2 separate regions of the Mus musculus genome follow, and region 1 is linked to region 2. A link is a contact called in public Hi-C data. All regions are on one chromosome and are shown on one strand. The core of a region is the stretch at or near the end of the contact, and the rest is flanking DNA. Distances in the headings are between cores, read along the strand shown.

The links. A called contact is a pair of places that touch in the nucleus more often than the background predicts.
Region 1: a Hi-C map of the N1E-115 cell line shows a contact between it and region 2, with 6 times the contacts expected there. The contact joins two enhancer-like sites. A contact is called at or near these places in 3 of 39 promoter capture datasets (cranial neural crest, frontonasal cranial neural crest and maxillary cranial neural crest), 1 of 15 datasets of contacts at CTCF or cohesin (embryonic stem cells), 12 of 484 Hi-C or Micro-C datasets (the G1E-ER4 cell line, the N1E-115 cell line, cardiomyocytes and 6 more), 3 of 115 datasets of contacts at active chromatin or transcription factors (embryonic stem cells and oligodendrocyte precursor cells) and 2 of 9 other capture datasets (adipose tissue and embryonic stem cells).

Annotation. Positions count from the first base shown.
Region 1 is chr2:33,676,164-33,679,129 of GRCm38.p6, reverse strand. No RefSeq gene overlaps it. Among named protein-coding and RNA genes, the nearest start is that of C130021I20Rik, 36 kb to the right of the region's middle. Within about 2 kb of position 1,494, at least 3 of the 459 cell types and tissues checked have an H3K27ac peak or open chromatin away from gene starts, as enhancers often do. A contact at or near this core is called in the N1E-115 cell line, where this site is marked.
Region 2 is chr2:33,481,181-33,483,916 of GRCm38.p6, reverse strand. No RefSeq gene overlaps it. Among named protein-coding and RNA genes, the nearest start is that of Gm13530, 7.2 kb to the left of the region's middle. Within about 2 kb of position 1,331, at least 3 of the 459 cell types and tissues checked have an H3K27ac peak or open chromatin away from gene starts, as enhancers often do. A contact at or near this core is called in the N1E-115 cell line, where this site is marked.

The sequences.
Region 1 (2,966 bases), core at 245-2,744, 200 kb before region 2:
ATGGGGCCACACCCTCTGGACCTGGGCAGAATTCACACCTGGGGAGGAATTGGAGATACAGCCCCTGCAGCAGGAGCACATGCTCACACTAACACATACACACACACACACACACACACACACACACACACACACACACACTGTACTCAAGCTTCATGCCCAGGTTTGGGTGCCGTCTGTAGCGACTGAGTCCCGGACCAATTGTCCGAGTGGTTGCTGTATGCCAGACAAGTTCTCTAATTCTCATTAGCCCTGCTGGAATGAAAATTCAGTTGGCAAAGCACACACTGGGGTGCACACACATGGGAGCTGAGCTGGATCCACAAAACACATATAAAATACAAAACAACAGCAAAATAGGCGTGGGGTGGGGTTTGTAATCTCAGTGCTGTGAAGGCCAAAACGAACAGATCCTTGGGGCTCACTGGCTGACCAGCCTCGCCTAACAGGGGAGTACAGGCCATTGAGAGACCCTGTCTCAAAAATAGGGTGCATGGCATGACCAGGGAGCAACACACACAAAGCGCACAAGCACTTCCAGCCACATGCACACAAATAAAATAAAAATAAAATAGTGATAATAAATATGTAATAAATTGGGCAGAGTGTCCTCTTCATCAAAGGTTTACCGACTCGGACAGTCGACCCAGGGAGGAGCACTCCACTGCTACATGGAGAGCTGGCTTGAAGTCAGCTCAGTTGGACTGGGAGTTTGATTTTCTCAACATGGAGAACTGGTTGGGGCAACTGGACCCCCAGGGTAGGCAAGGGCAGGGCCTGGATTCATGGCTTTCTAGAGTTGGACAGTTCTCAGTCCCTCGGCTGACCCACTCCGAGCTCATCTTGACCCTGGGAAGCTGACCTGTGGAGATGCAGGATGGGGGCGGTGTTCCCCTCAGTGGCCTTGCTGAAGGGGCCACACTGCAGACAGTCCTGAAGTGGAGACAGGAGACTGGTAAGGACCTGACAAGAGTTCCATACAGAGCTTGCTCCCAGAGCCCATTTCCCTGTGTAGAGCCTCAGTTTCTGTATTTGAGCAGATCCATGTTGGTTGATCTGGTGGGGTTGTTCTGGGTGGGGTCATAGCCTAAACTGGAGACCCAATCCCAGGCAGCTATGAGCCAGGCAAAGCCAAGGGACACACTATACTGGGCAATCCAGGATAAATGGGAGATTGCATTTCCTGGGAGAGTCAGAAACACTGCCTGGAGGAAGGGCAGGGAAAAGCCAGGCCTCAGGGATGGGGAATGGGGGAGATAGGGCAGGATGCACCTTCAGCTGCAGTCTAAAACTCTACTAGTAGAGGGAAGACAGGGGCCATGGGTTGGGGTGCGGGTGCAGTGGGTTGTGGGTGCGGGGTGCAGAGCATGCTTTAAACAGCGGGCAGGGCCTTAGGCCACGACTTTAAACTCTTCCCTGCAGGAGTAGGGAAAGACAGGAGCCAGGCTGACAGTAGGCAGCAGACAGAGTGGGAGGGGCCGCAGATGAGTGGTAGTGGGGGTGGGGAGGCAGGAGACAGATGAGGTCTGGACAGGGAGGAAACAGAGAACATGATGGGAGATAAGATTTCAGAGACTTCAGAGGCTGAGCAGCAAGGAGCGGTCTGCTGCTAGGGGAGTGGGCAGAGAGACCCCAGGAGGGACCAGGGACAGCTCCAAGTCAGGGTCTTTCAGGGTGTTTTCCTGCTAGATCCCCAACCATTGTCCCAGTCTATTTCCAGTCCCATCCCACTGTTACAAGCTACAACCCACCTTGTCTCCAGTCACATTCCGCTGTGTCCCTGACTATCAGTGAACATGCCTGCCCTCTGTGTCCCCTCATCTGTGTCCCTGCATCGCTGACACAGCTTGTAACACTGAAAGATCGGTATCCCTGTGCAGGAGAAGGGGAGTCCAAAGCCCACCTAGCTACATTGACTACGGTAGGCCCACTCGAGCCTGACACCCACCACTTCAACAAGAGGGAGCAGAGTGAATTGAAGGTGTCCTCTGTTATCTGTCACCATGAGCCACCATGCTATGATGCAGCTGGAGACCATCCCCAGAGTCTGATGCCACCCACCTTGGACTTTCAGCCTCCCAGACTGTGAACTACACACCCCCTTTTCCTTGTTAGGCAGCCAGCATCTAGCTCTTTGTTGTTAGCAATATACTGCAGCAGAGCTGAGCCATGGCTTTCACTTGACTTTGGTTGCTAAGGTCTCACCAACCTAAATCATGGGCTTGTACTGTGAAGAGCTGGCCTAAGAAGCCCCTGTGCTCCAGCCTTACTCCCCCTCACATCCTTGTAAAGCGAAGGGCCTGTTTCCCTCTGACACCAAGATCCAGCACCCCTGTCAACACTGAAACTCCCTTCTTCAGTACCGACTCAAAGGCATGAGGAACCCAAAGTGTCTCGGTGGGCACCTTAACTTTCAGTTCAATGGAATCCTTGTCTTACCCACTAGGGGTATTGTCCATCTCCTGGAACTAAGACCTCTAAGCCAGCAGAGTAGAAAGACCCCAGGACAAGGCTGGCAAAATGGCCCAGTAGGTGAGAGCACTTGCCACCAGCCCTGAGAACCTGATTCCAATCCCCAGATCCCAAAAAATGGAAGAAGACAAAGGACTCTGGTAAGTTGTCCTCTGATCTCCACATGCGTGCCGTGCTGCACACACAAAAGCACATACAAGTAAATGAACGAATAAATGAATGAATGAATGAATAGATATAGATAGATTGATATATAATTAGATGATAGATAGTTTAAAAATCTAACCATATCAACAAGCAAATTCCAGAAATTTCAGAGCCAATCTAGACAATTTTCCTTCAGACCTCGTTCCCCTAGAGCTCTTCTCAGTACCAAATTCTGCTCCCTGACCACAGTGTCAGATATGTGGTGTGCAGAACTAAATGCACACACACCTGTGTGCATTCATCTCGGGCGGGTGGGGGGTGGGGGTCCTCACAGTTGTATTCAATGT
Region 2 (2,736 bases), core at 82-2,581:
TCTAAGCAGCGATATGGATTCCTTGATACCCACCCAATGTTCTGATTTCCTGAATGAAACACACACACACACACACACACACACACACACACACACACACAGCCCTCTACTTTAATATATCTTAAACAGCTCAATGGCTGGGCCACTCCCAAATTTCCATGTTGCTAACACACACACCCCTCTGATACTCCTGAATTATTACTTAGTAAAACCTATATTCTATCCTGGCAGCCCCAGACTCAGACCAGCTGCCCTCCTGGGCCACCGTCCCTGACTCTTACATGTTGGCTGTCTGTCTGTCCTGCACTTCTCAGGCCTGATCTTTTGCTTTCCCAGCATGGCATGGCTGTTAGACTCCTTCTTCTCTCTACCACATGTGGTAACACATATCTGTAACTCAAGCACATGGGGTAGACGCAGTAGAATTAGAAACTCTAGATTGACTTTGGCTATATAGGGAGTTTAAGACTACCAGTGTATGGTGTGAGACTTTATCCCAGAAAGAAATGAAAAGAAGTAAAGAGACAGCAGAGAGAGGAGAGAGAGAAACAAAAGAAAGAAAGAGAGGAGGGGAGGGAGGGAGGGAGGGAGGGAGGGAGGGAGGGAGGGAGGGAGGGAGGGAGGGAGAAAACAGCCATTGTATGCAGTGCCTTTGGACAACTCTGAACTGGAGCAGCCAGTGGGCACCCAAAGGCAGCTGTGATGTCAGGCCCAGGACCTAGCACTACTTAGCTGGCTCGGCATCCCAATCATACAGCCATCATTATCTGTCACCACATTGCATCTTTTTCCATGACTACGACCTTGTTTTGTAATTGAATTGATGCTGTTTATATGGCCCCACCCACCTGCGATCACAGTGCAATTTGTCGGTCTGACTGCTGGTGGAAGAAAACAATTTTGTGAGAATGGCTGTTTGGGGATTGAGGCACCACCGAGCCCTGAGCATTGAATCCACTTGTGGCCCATGAGTCTCACAGCCACTCAGCATGCACATCCTACGATACAAATTGAGCCAGCAGGCCCCATGGTGACATCTCCCCGCACCCATCACAGATTTTTCCATTGAATCCTGTATCTGTTTGCTCCTTGACAAACACCCCTAACATCCAAGGAATGAGCACAGCAGATGTTTTATCCTGTCTGTCATCCGCCTGGGAACATCAGACTTTGTGGCAGAGTGGAAGAGTGAGGGGAAGAACGGGAGCTCCTCCCCCACACCTCACGGGTTGAGGGAGCGATGGGGAAGCCATTGGTGGGAAAGAGCAAGAGGCACAATGCAGAGACAACCAGATGCTGGGGGTCGGGAGGTGGGGGTTGAAAACCCAGCCTGCAACGACCAATTGGATTTATTCTTCACAATGGACAATGACGGAAAGAATTAGAGCATGAGTGGCTGCCATCCCTCCTCATGCTTCTGCCTGCCCCTTTTCTGAGGGCATGCTGGGTAATTGAGCAGAGGAGCTCTTAGGGTCTATGTAAGAGGAGGGATGGATAAGATGGCCAAGAGCAAGCAACTCCCACCAGCTGACCTCTGACCTCCACACACGCTGTGGCATGTGTACATGTGAGCATGCACACACACACACATACTTATACACACAGAGACTCACAAACACACACACTCTCACACACACTCATACACACACACATACACACAGAAAACAAGTAATTTTTAAAAGGACAATAAAATTATGGGAGTTAGGTGAGAAAAGACCTGAGCAAAGAGGTAAAGCCCAGCCTGGGCCACCACAGCTCCTGAGCCCCGTTCTAGTCCTTTCTACCTGGATTGCAGACTTTGGCCCCTTTTTATAAGCCATGGAAGAAGACTAGGATAAGAGATTTGACATAAATATTTAAATTAATATAGTGTTTGAAACACATTTTTTGTTTTGTTTTGGTTTTGGTTTTTGGTTTTTCGAGACAGGGTTTCTCTGTATAGCCCTGGCTGTCCTGGAACTCACTTTGTAGACCAAACTGGCCTCGAACTCAGAAATCTGCCTTCCTCAGCCTCCCAAGTGCTGGAATTAAAGGCGTGCGCCACCACTGCCCGGCTTAAAACACATTTTTTAATGCTTGTGTGGGCTGAGCAACGTCCTAACCAAGTCCTGGGAGGTGGCTCATATTAAAAATGTCCTTCATGGGCTCACATAATCGGACCCTTAGTCCCTAATGGGTGGCACTATGAGGAGAGGTTATGGGGAGGAGTGGCCTTGCCTGAGGAAGCACACACTGGGGCAGGGCTCTGGGATTCCATAGCCTGATCCCAGTTCTGGTTCCCTCTCTCTTCTGTTGAAGAGTGGATCTCTCCCAGTGCCCAGACTAGGCTTCCTGCCATCAGGGCTTCCTAGCCTTTATGGTGTCCCCCTGTATCTTAGTCACTGTTCTGCTATCAGGGTAGACACCATGGCCAAGGCAACTTACAAAATAAAGTATTTAATTGGGGGTTTGCTTCCAGTTTCAGAGGGTTAGTGTCATGGCAGGGAGCATGGTGGCAGGCAGACATGCTAAAGCAGTAGCTGAGAGCTTACATCTTGATCCATGAGCAACAGGCAGAGAGAGAGACCAGCCCTGGCATAGGCTTTTGAAACCTCAAGTCTCACCTTCCCAGTGAAACATCTCCTTCAACAAGGCCACACCTGCTAATCCTCCCCAAACAGTTCCACTACAGAGGACCAAGCATTTAAACATGTTAGCCTGTGAGCCATTCTTATTTAAACCACCACACGAAAAATT